Linked DNA regions of Xenopus tropicalis: region 1 is linked to region 2. A link is a contact called in public Hi-C data. All regions are on one chromosome and are shown on one strand. Each heading gives the region's core, a stretch centred on a gene start, on an enhancer-like site or on the middle of the called end of the contact. The rest is flanking DNA. Distances are from core to core; before and after follow the strand shown.

Region 1 (5,018 bases), core at 1,986-4,485, 190 kb before region 2:
ATTTAGGGTTTTTCGGGATAACTGTGTGTGCTGAACTACTTACCACATGCTGTTATTTTGGACACCCAGCCTACAAGAGCTTTGTTTTTTCTTAATCAGGGTTACAATGCATAAGCTTATGAGGTAAAATCCCATCATTGTTACCAGCTTGCATGTGTAAGCAACTCAAGACTTCCAAGATTCAGTAATTTCCACAGGGGGGGATATCACACATAGATAAATTGTGAGAAATTGATAGTAACCAGAACAACAAATGTGTGGATTGCTGTTTAACTATTTTTACTATACCCTATGGGTTTTCACATCTATCAAATACTGTGCAATGAATGGCACAATTTAGATGCCATTTTCAAATAAAAAAATAAAAAGTGGCAGTTATTGCAAAGAGTTTCAACTTTATTGAATTTATTATCAAATAAGTTAGTACCAGGTCTGGTAACCAGACCTGTAAGTCAGATATGTGGCTTGAAACTAAAACCATGACATTACTTGCCTTAAGAAACAATTAGCTTTCAGTTTTTGTATATGTAAATATGTTTGAGATCATATCTAGACTTCAAGAAAACATCATATTTAGGGTTTGTTTCTTTATATATTACCAAGGACATTATAGACAGATACTGGGGGATCTGTTTTTCACATGAAGACTTGTGGAACAGAGGTTTCACTTCAAGCATATTTACAAATTATTAAAATGATTTACCTTATACCTTGGACGGGTACTCTTGTTAGCAGAAAGCTGCACCTCATTTTCTTCCAGTTCTTCATTCTTCAATGACCAAAGACTTGTAGAATGAAAAAGGTGTTTTTTTTATTTTTTAAAGTTTGGCTTTTCACTCTACTGTACATGCACAGCCAATGCAAAGAAGAAGGAAGAAGATCGCTCCTTGGTGCTTACTCATAAGTGCTCTGGGCCAGTGCAGTTTTCTGTTAACAGGAGCACTGGCCCTAGGTATCAGGTAAGTGATTATAATCACTGTGGAGGAGTCTTACATTTGAAATCCACCGCAGTGATTTCACCCTTTTTTCTCTTGTTTAAAGGTCCAAAGGAAACTACTGATGGAACATCCAAAGTATGCCAATTTTAACTGCATAATTTAAAAAAAAAATGTGCATCAGACAGTGCCAAAGTCAAAATCAAATGCAGGCCTGTGGAAATTCTATAAAAAGCATCATTACTTTCTGTTTCTATCAGTGGCTGACAACGTACCTCTGTTTTTCTGCAACTATTGTAGACACAGCAGGACAACATTTTCAGAACAAGAGAAGACTCAATTGTTACATTGATTCAGACTAGATTTATGTGTTATGTGTGTGAATAATGATCTATAAAGCATTATTCTTCTAAATGTGGCATTAAGTTTTGCCCCAGTAAGCAAAGCAACATAGCTTTTTAGCCATGCATGATTTAATATTTGATTTCTGTGGTAGCTGAAATGTACTTGCAATAATGCTTTACTGTGGCCGGGGAAAAGGATTCAGGATCCAGGAATCAGTGGAATTTCAGAATTTGAATTTGGCTGAATCCTAAGTGCTTCACCAAACAAAAACCTTAATGTCATGTGACTTTAGAGCATTGCACAAGTGGGAGATCTTTGTTTTGGATGATGCTGTTTTTGGTGGCAGTTGTATGTTCACACAGTTGTAAATGCCCCTTCAATAGGTTGGTTTAGGGAGGAATCAGAGAAAATTGCTTTAAGTATTAAGTGTTCCTTTTGAATATGAATGCCAGTTGCCAAAAAGGTTACATAAATGATAGTTCTAGCATTGTCACTCTTGCTGTTGATGTAAAATGTGTAAAATTTGTAAAACCACTTTGTGCAAGCAAATGTATTTAAAACTTGATGACCACAATCTATTTGGAATTTATTTTTTGCTGCTGTGCATTTGCTCTGTGCAGTAACATAAAAATACATGGCTATATACTAAAGGCAACTGAGGTAAAATCCACTCTTAACTGAATAAACCACTTTGCTTTATGTTTTTATTGCTATTTCTTATTGCAGGAAATAAAAACACAAATGCACAATAATATTTGCTAGGGAAGGTAGCTCTAAACAGTTCTTATTAATGGTGTTGGAATGAAGCATAACAAACATTAGGTTTTTCTAAGCTAATCTGCATTTGAGAAGACTTTGTGTTGTGTTTTCGTTGGGTGGTGTTATGCAGCAAAGCACAGGGATTCCATAAGTAATACCACAACTAATACTGCACTGTACTACTGCGATAAAATAGTGTCAGTTGCCCAGTTTTAACAATCTGGCTCAACATCCTCTTAGTGACAAGGTAGAATTACTGGTGGATTACTGCTCTCACACCTTCATGCAGGTGTGGGTACAGACTGACTTTGGACAGAGGCCTATCCTCTAAAGCATTTTAGTGAATTCCTGAAAGCATTTAAACATCATGAGGAATCTATCACGTTGCTGCTTTATTATCATTTATTTAAATATATATATATACAGTACATATATATATATAAAAAGTTTCACGACCTGCACACCCTTTTAAAAATTATCACAAGTTTATTGCGAACATAAAAAATCCGACGTTTCAGTCCTCAATAGGACCTTTCTCAAGGACCTATCTCGGTCCTATTGAGGACCGAAGCATCAGATTTTTTATGGTTGCAATAAACTTGTGATCATTTTTAAAAGGGTGTGCAGGTTGTGAAACTTTTTTGCTAAATAATTACATTTATAAAAAAAGTTTATACTACTTATTATTAATTTAAAATTAACTGGATGTTGCATGTTTCTATTAGCTATGCAACACTCAGTTACATTCCTTTTGGCTTATTTTAAGTAATAGAGGACCACTGCTTAACTTTCATTCTTCATCAAAGGAATGGTAAGAAATGTAAAAAGTTTAATTCTGAACTGTGAAAAGATGCAATAAGTCACCGCAAATCACTTCTACTAAGTCCAAACTGGATAATTTACACAGCACTTTGTGATCTTCAAACACTTGGCAGTGTGCAATTATTCATGCCACAACATGGGGCCAGAGTCCAAGCTGCCTGTTTGTTCTAAGGTTGAAGCTGAGGTGTTTGAAAACGGCAAGACATTACCAAAGGCCTAGAGATCATAGCTAATGTGACACCCTCAGGCCTAATCTTCTTAGAGGACTGGGATAAAATAAGTATCCATTACAAAATCAGCCTTCATCCAGCCCCCTTCTGAGCCCTGCCACTCTGATAGCCAACACTGAGACAATTGCATGATTCTGGGCTTAATCAGGTATTAGGAGCTAATGCAGTACGAGAAGAGGCTAATCTCCATATTTACTCCATCTGTACTTGTGGACCTGACTTGCCTGCCCCTGTTAGATCAAAGTGAACTGGCAAAATCAGATTAAGCTCAAAGAAAAGAGAGGGAGGTGCAAGAAGTGTAAGAGCCAAAATTATCAGTATCTTGCTTGAAGTTATGTGTACATTTAAGCCTTGCAGTCTAATCCTATAGAAACTCATTGTACTACCCCCCCCCCAAAAAAAGTCTTTGTGTGAGTACTAAATACATTGTCATCAACTGTTTTCATTACAGGTACAGTAGCTGGTTATGCTAACTCTCAAATGCAGAAAAATATAAATTAATTGAATTAGTGCAAATATTTCTTACACATTTAAAAAAATGGTAGAAAGCAAATGCTGATTTCGCAGGTAAAAATATCTTGTACAGAAAAAGATGATGTGTATAAACACACAGAGAAATAGATAGCTGCTGAATTAGAGTGTAAAAATTTGCGTCTGCATCTGCCTGAGTTCGCTGCTCATCCCATAATATATGTGTCATTTAGATGTGCAAATGAGAGTACTTACCCTTGCCCTAGTGAAGCAGTAAGGATAAGGCTGCCTTGCTTTGTCTGGCCGAGCATGGCAATGCCCCTGCTGCAATTCCAATTTAAATAAGCAATAATGAAAGTGATTTTGTGTCACTTAGGCCCTGGGCACACAGAGCAGTTTGTCCGATTCAATCAGCCTGTAATTTTCTCCCAGGCTGAGAGAAGTGGATCTGCTTTCATATGCTGCTCCGTATGCCTGCATTGAAAACTACAGCTTCCTCCTCAGTGCAGCCACACGCAGTGGAGCGGAGCGTAGGTTGACCTGAAAAAAGGTGAAAGTGAGCATTTTCAGGCTGTCCCACACTGCTCTCCGCATCAAAATATCAAAAGGTTGATAACTAACATACTTTGATTAGCTTAGCATTTGAAATTTTGTCTTTCTGTTTGATGATTACCATATACTGTTATATAAGGTCTTAGGGTAAAAGAGAGAGAAATTATTCTTAATTTTACTATTGTCCCTTATATTATTAATTTCAGCTTAACTAGTCATATGCATTACTTGAATGCAGCTGTTCACATGTCCAGGTACATATCACTTGCAAAACATAGACAGATGGGAAAAAGTAAATAAATAAATAAACCAAAGCTATTTTGCTGTTAACAGGCACCTGCTGTTTGTAAACATGGCAGTGACATGTGGCCTGCAGTAATGACCTTCTATGCAGGGAGCCTAAATGGTGTGTTTATATTAGTTAACTATATATCTATACTGTAGCTTATCTATCTATCTATCTATCTACAGTAGGCATAATCATATACTGTTTGTATTTTTAATATAGCTGTGTAACAGTGCAAAGACATTTCTTTATACATATTGTTTCACTCCCATATGAGCTATTAGTACTCCATATTTAACAGTATTGCTCACCTCATTAGAGTGGATTAAGTGATGATGCTGGGAAGGATAAAAGGTAAAAAGCAAAGAGCAGTGGTTGGTGAAAGAAGAAAGCTTTGAGGGTCATTTGTGTGCTTACACTGTTATTGACTTGAGGCTCATGTGGTTCACACTTTTCAATTACTGTTTGCTAGAAAGGTGGCCTTTAATTGCCAAGGCTGATGCCTGCGTACCAAATGTCAAGGGAGCCTCCCTAACCCTTGTCACCTTTTTTGATGCTTGATTTGAGTATGTTCAAAGTCCAAGCTCCATGGCCTGAAGATCTCCCAAGAGATAGGAA
Region 2 (4,489 bases), core at 1,576-4,075:
CAGCAACAAAATTCACCACACATTGCCAGACTTCGCCCCTTAAAAAACGGTTGAATTTTTTATATGTTTTTTCTTCTGCTGAAATTTGCATAAAGTAACGGCATAAAATCTGGCATCCGGATGACGAAATTCACCATTTATTTTATACAGCTTTTTACACCATTTTTTGCCAAATTTAATTTACAAAGCATAATAAATAGGCCTCCAAGTCTTAATAATGTCTCAAAATGCAGCAACCATAGGTAAATAAAATAAGCTCCCTACGCTCCTACCTGTGCCTGCACGCAAGCATATTCCATTCATTCGGATGCAGGCACAGGTAGGAGCGTATGGCGCATATTTTCAGCAAGCGCCATACGCATGGTGTGGCATTAGCCTTATAGTTAAAAACTAGTCATGAGCAAATCTGTCCCATTTTGCTTTGCTGAAAAATTGTTAAAAATGTGGAAAAATTTGTGATACACATTGAAGTCAATGGGCATTTTCTCTCATTTCAAATGCACTGAAGTGAATGGCCATTTTTTTGCAGTGTTTTTTTTTTGCAGCGAAAATTTTCACAGTGATTTTTTGCTGTGGTTATGCAGAAAAAATCACCAGCGGCAAATCCTTGCATGATACATTTGCTCATCACTATTAAAAACCAACAATACCAGCATATGTAAATATGCAATTACTTCATCTAGACATCTCAATCCAGTGGGTATAATACAGCAGCATTTTTGTGGATATCTGCTGTTATCCCTATAAATGTATTTGAATGCTATCTTTCATACCCACTGTATGAAACAATGCTACAAAATTAAACTATGACAATAAAGATACATAATACATAATAAAATAAATGTTTACAGGGGAGTAACAGTAAGGGGACCTGTCATTGCAACTATAGGGGCCTGGGGGAAAAGAGGCCTCCCAAGGAACATTTGACCCTGCATGTACCACCAGACATATCCACACAGCAGGAAGCAGGGTGATGGCACGTCACATGTGTGAAAAAAGGGGTACCCAGAAATATTTATGGGGACCGGCGTGGATAAAATTGCGTCACTGGTTTAACCAAGTCTCACATAGAAGCTAACTTACAAGAAAATACCTATTTTGATCAAACAAAACAATGTCTGTTAAAATGAATGTGTCAAAAGTGATTTGGGTGGGGGTTTAAAAACAAGCCTTTCTTAATTATTTAAATTTCATTTGATACTAATGTTCACCTTTTGGACTAAGGCGTTAACAGCTGATAAATAACTTGTTGACTTTCTCTCAGGGTATTTGAATAACCCAAGCAAAAGGGAAATGGTTTACATTGATTAGAATTTTATCTGAAGCTGTGTTTGTCTATGTAATTTATTTCAGCTGTGCCATAAACACGTAGACATTAATTAGTGGAATGCTAAGCAGCACTGGGCAATTCAGTAAAACAACCCAGCAACTGTGATTTGTGAGTCTGTCACCTTGCATTTATTTAACAAAAAAAAAAAAAATTCCATTCCTCAATTTTGTGGTAGAGGGCTTTCCTGAAGGGCATGGAAACAGCGAGATCTAAGAGACATTACACCTACAACAAACAGTAACGAGTGGCTAGCTCAGATTCATTGTCTTTTGAACAACAACTCAATGCAGATAGAAGTAAATGACAGTTAATTACAAATTACATTCTGGTCGGGGCTGTGAAAACCCCCTAGCTTGAATAATAATAAGGCCCCGAGGCACTCACCTGCCTGCAAACGAACATACGGAGACACAGGCTGGGGTGCTATACAAGTTTCAAAACAAGCTGCTAAACACAAAAGCTTATTGGATTACAGAGATTTAGGAAAAGGCATTCAGATCTTTGGCAGCAACTGCAGCACTAGGATCATGGGATTTCTAAAGGATGAATTACCATTCACTGTAATTTTTTACACCATCCTAGGTTAGCAACAGGAATGAAAGTGGCCTGTACTTAGAGCTATAGGTCAAGACTTTAGTCCCATAGTCTTAAAACACAGGATTGTGTTTAAAGATTATCACAAAATCTAATTGAACTTTTTCTTCTTAAAAGAACAGCATTCCAAACATAAAAGAATCATGTTTTTTTTTTTTTAAAAAGTGAAAAGAGATAAATATATAAATATGCCAGATCTTTATTTCTTTCGAAATGAAAATAAAAACAGGTTAAATTACACGTGAAAAACGTTTTCCTCATTTCTTAAAAAATTCATTTTACTTTATGTCATGTTAGTTTAACAACAGAATCTACTTTTTCTGTAACTATGTTTGATAAAAAAAAAAATGAAATTAATATAATATAATCCATCTTTACTATTGTAATCAGGATTGCATAATAATTAAGGTATTTGTTATATACATAATGAATTAGTAATACATTTATAATTAATTGGCTGCACTATAAAATTTGCTCACAAAACATGTTGAGCCTGATGGTTTAATGCTGGTACTAAATTTGTACCCTATTGGTAAATTTGGTGCAGTATGTGTGGGTGCAATAAGGGGGTACTGGTGGCATCAGTAATCTTGTGTGCCTGCAATTCAATTGATTTAACATTAGTTAATGAGCCCTTTAGATTTTACAAACTGCAATTACTATTATAAAATAATAAGTATCAGTATATCATATCAGTCACTAAAATGAATTGCATCCTGACTAACTAACACTTTGTAAAAACCTTATTGTTAAGTAGTTTGTACTTGTACTGTATATACAAAGATAGATTAGACTGATAGAAGGCATTTTCAGGCATTTACACTTCAGTCTGTTTGTCTGGGCCTTTTTATGTAGATTTGATTTTAAACAGGTCTCCTCCTACAAGTAAAAAACAAAAATAAGAAAAAAGAGGGACACAATACATGATCTGCATTTGTTTAATGGCATTATGAGCTGAAAGGCAGTGTTTTTAGTATCTCACTAAAGTAATTTCTTTCAGTTTAGTTGTGCTAACTGCTTATTGTTAAAGACAAAACTACCAACAGTTTGACACTGAGCTCATTATGGATGTTTAAAACATTTTGCAATTCAAGACCACACTGCATGCAATAAAGAGACTGGTGAGTTTAAGGATTAAAATACAGACCACACAGTTTTTTTTATAATGACAGGCCAGATTAAAACTTCAAAACCATAGCAGGTAAGCAAGGGATTTGACAGTTTTTTTGATGTTGTCAACTATTTTCAAAATAATTTCTGAGTTTACCTATTTATATCATGCTTAGGTTTAGCCAGCATTAAACAGATTTGAAAGAATTGATTCAATGGGCTAAAATTTCAGTTTTTGCACAAACAGCCAAATATAAGAATCCTTTGATTTTGTTTAAGAAAATACTGCTGGAGATTACTCTATTATGTGTGTAATTACTGCTATATGTGAATTGGCATTTATATATATATATATATATATATATATATATACCTGTATATACACACATATATTCAGTGCAGATGCCTACTGCTTTGCTGGGCTATTTGTTCACCAGGTTTTGCCACAAAAACATGCCCATACACTTCAATGGGTGAAAACAGTTGTGTGGTAAGAAAATGACGCCCATTGACTTCAATGTACTTTTGCCATTTTTCAATTTTTTTGTAGAACAAAATGAGACAAATTCAGTCATGACTAATTAATAGTAATAATTCAAGTATTATGGTAACCAGGTGAACTTGACTACTAAGCAATAAACCATGAACCCATAGTGACTTTTCAAAATGAATGAAATGTCAATCATTTCATCCTAAATTTGTCTATCTCGTCTATCTTTTAGGCTTTCTTGGGCTTGTTAAAGTTAGCCTTTCAAAACACATTTTTCATATCATATATCAAATGCTATAATTTGATGTTCACTATTGTTTTTATACATAATTGCCTAATTATTGATCTTCTATCAGTGTGGCTGGGCAATAAGAAGCCAAACAAAACACATTTTAGTTGGTTCCTAAAAAACAAAGCACAAAGAACTACAGCTTTTTGCACAATGCACTACGCAGTGTGCAAATTGCAAGAAAATGGCTGAATGCAGTCTTTTTTTGCACTTTGTACATGCAAATGAGTCATTTTGTATATGTAAATAAGCCCTTTTATTATTGTGTTATTTTCAAATCTAGAAATCTTATCACATAGAAATGCACAGTCAGCATACATTACTTATATACATTAATATAGAGGGACAAGAAAAATATACTTGTGTGTATTTATCTTTGCCAGACAGACAAAAACGTGCAATAACCTTGCTTTACTAGTCTTTAGAAAGAAATGGGAAGGAAACTTGTTAACTGAGCTGTTTACTTCAACTTAGTACCAGTAAAAAGTAATAATGAAGTAAACACCATCTTCAAAGACACAGTTGCTGAAACCACCACTTTGATTATTCAGCTTTTTAAAAAACATATTAACACTGTAGTAACAAAGTAATTTCTTTCTTAGTAAAGACAACAACATGTTATTGACCTTCTATTTGCATATGTGGGTCCTTTGAAACCTGAACAATTAAGCCTACA

What was found. Hi-C and Micro-C count contacts between places; a contact is called where the count stands out from the background.
Region 1: a contact with region 2 is called in a Hi-C map of gastrula embryo, with 2.7 times the contacts expected there. The contact joins two enhancer-like sites. A contact is called at or near these places in 2 of 5 Hi-C or Micro-C datasets (gastrula embryo and neurula embryo).

The regions. Positions count from the first base shown.
Region 1 is chr6:68,106,203-68,111,220 of UCB_Xtro_10.0, reverse strand. No RefSeq gene overlaps it. Among named protein-coding and RNA genes, the nearest start is that of irx1, 91 kb to the left of the region's middle. Within about 2 kb of position 3,235, at least 2 of the 11 cell types and tissues checked have an H3K27ac peak or open chromatin away from gene starts, as enhancers often do. A contact at or near this core is called in gastrula embryo and neurula embryo, where this site is marked.
Region 2 is chr6:67,915,822-67,920,310 of UCB_Xtro_10.0, reverse strand. No RefSeq gene overlaps it. Among named protein-coding and RNA genes, the nearest start is that of irx2, 150 kb to the right of the region's middle. Within about 2 kb of position 2,825, at least 4 of the 11 cell types and tissues checked have an H3K27ac peak or open chromatin away from gene starts, as enhancers often do. A contact at or near this core is called in gastrula embryo and neurula embryo, where this site is marked.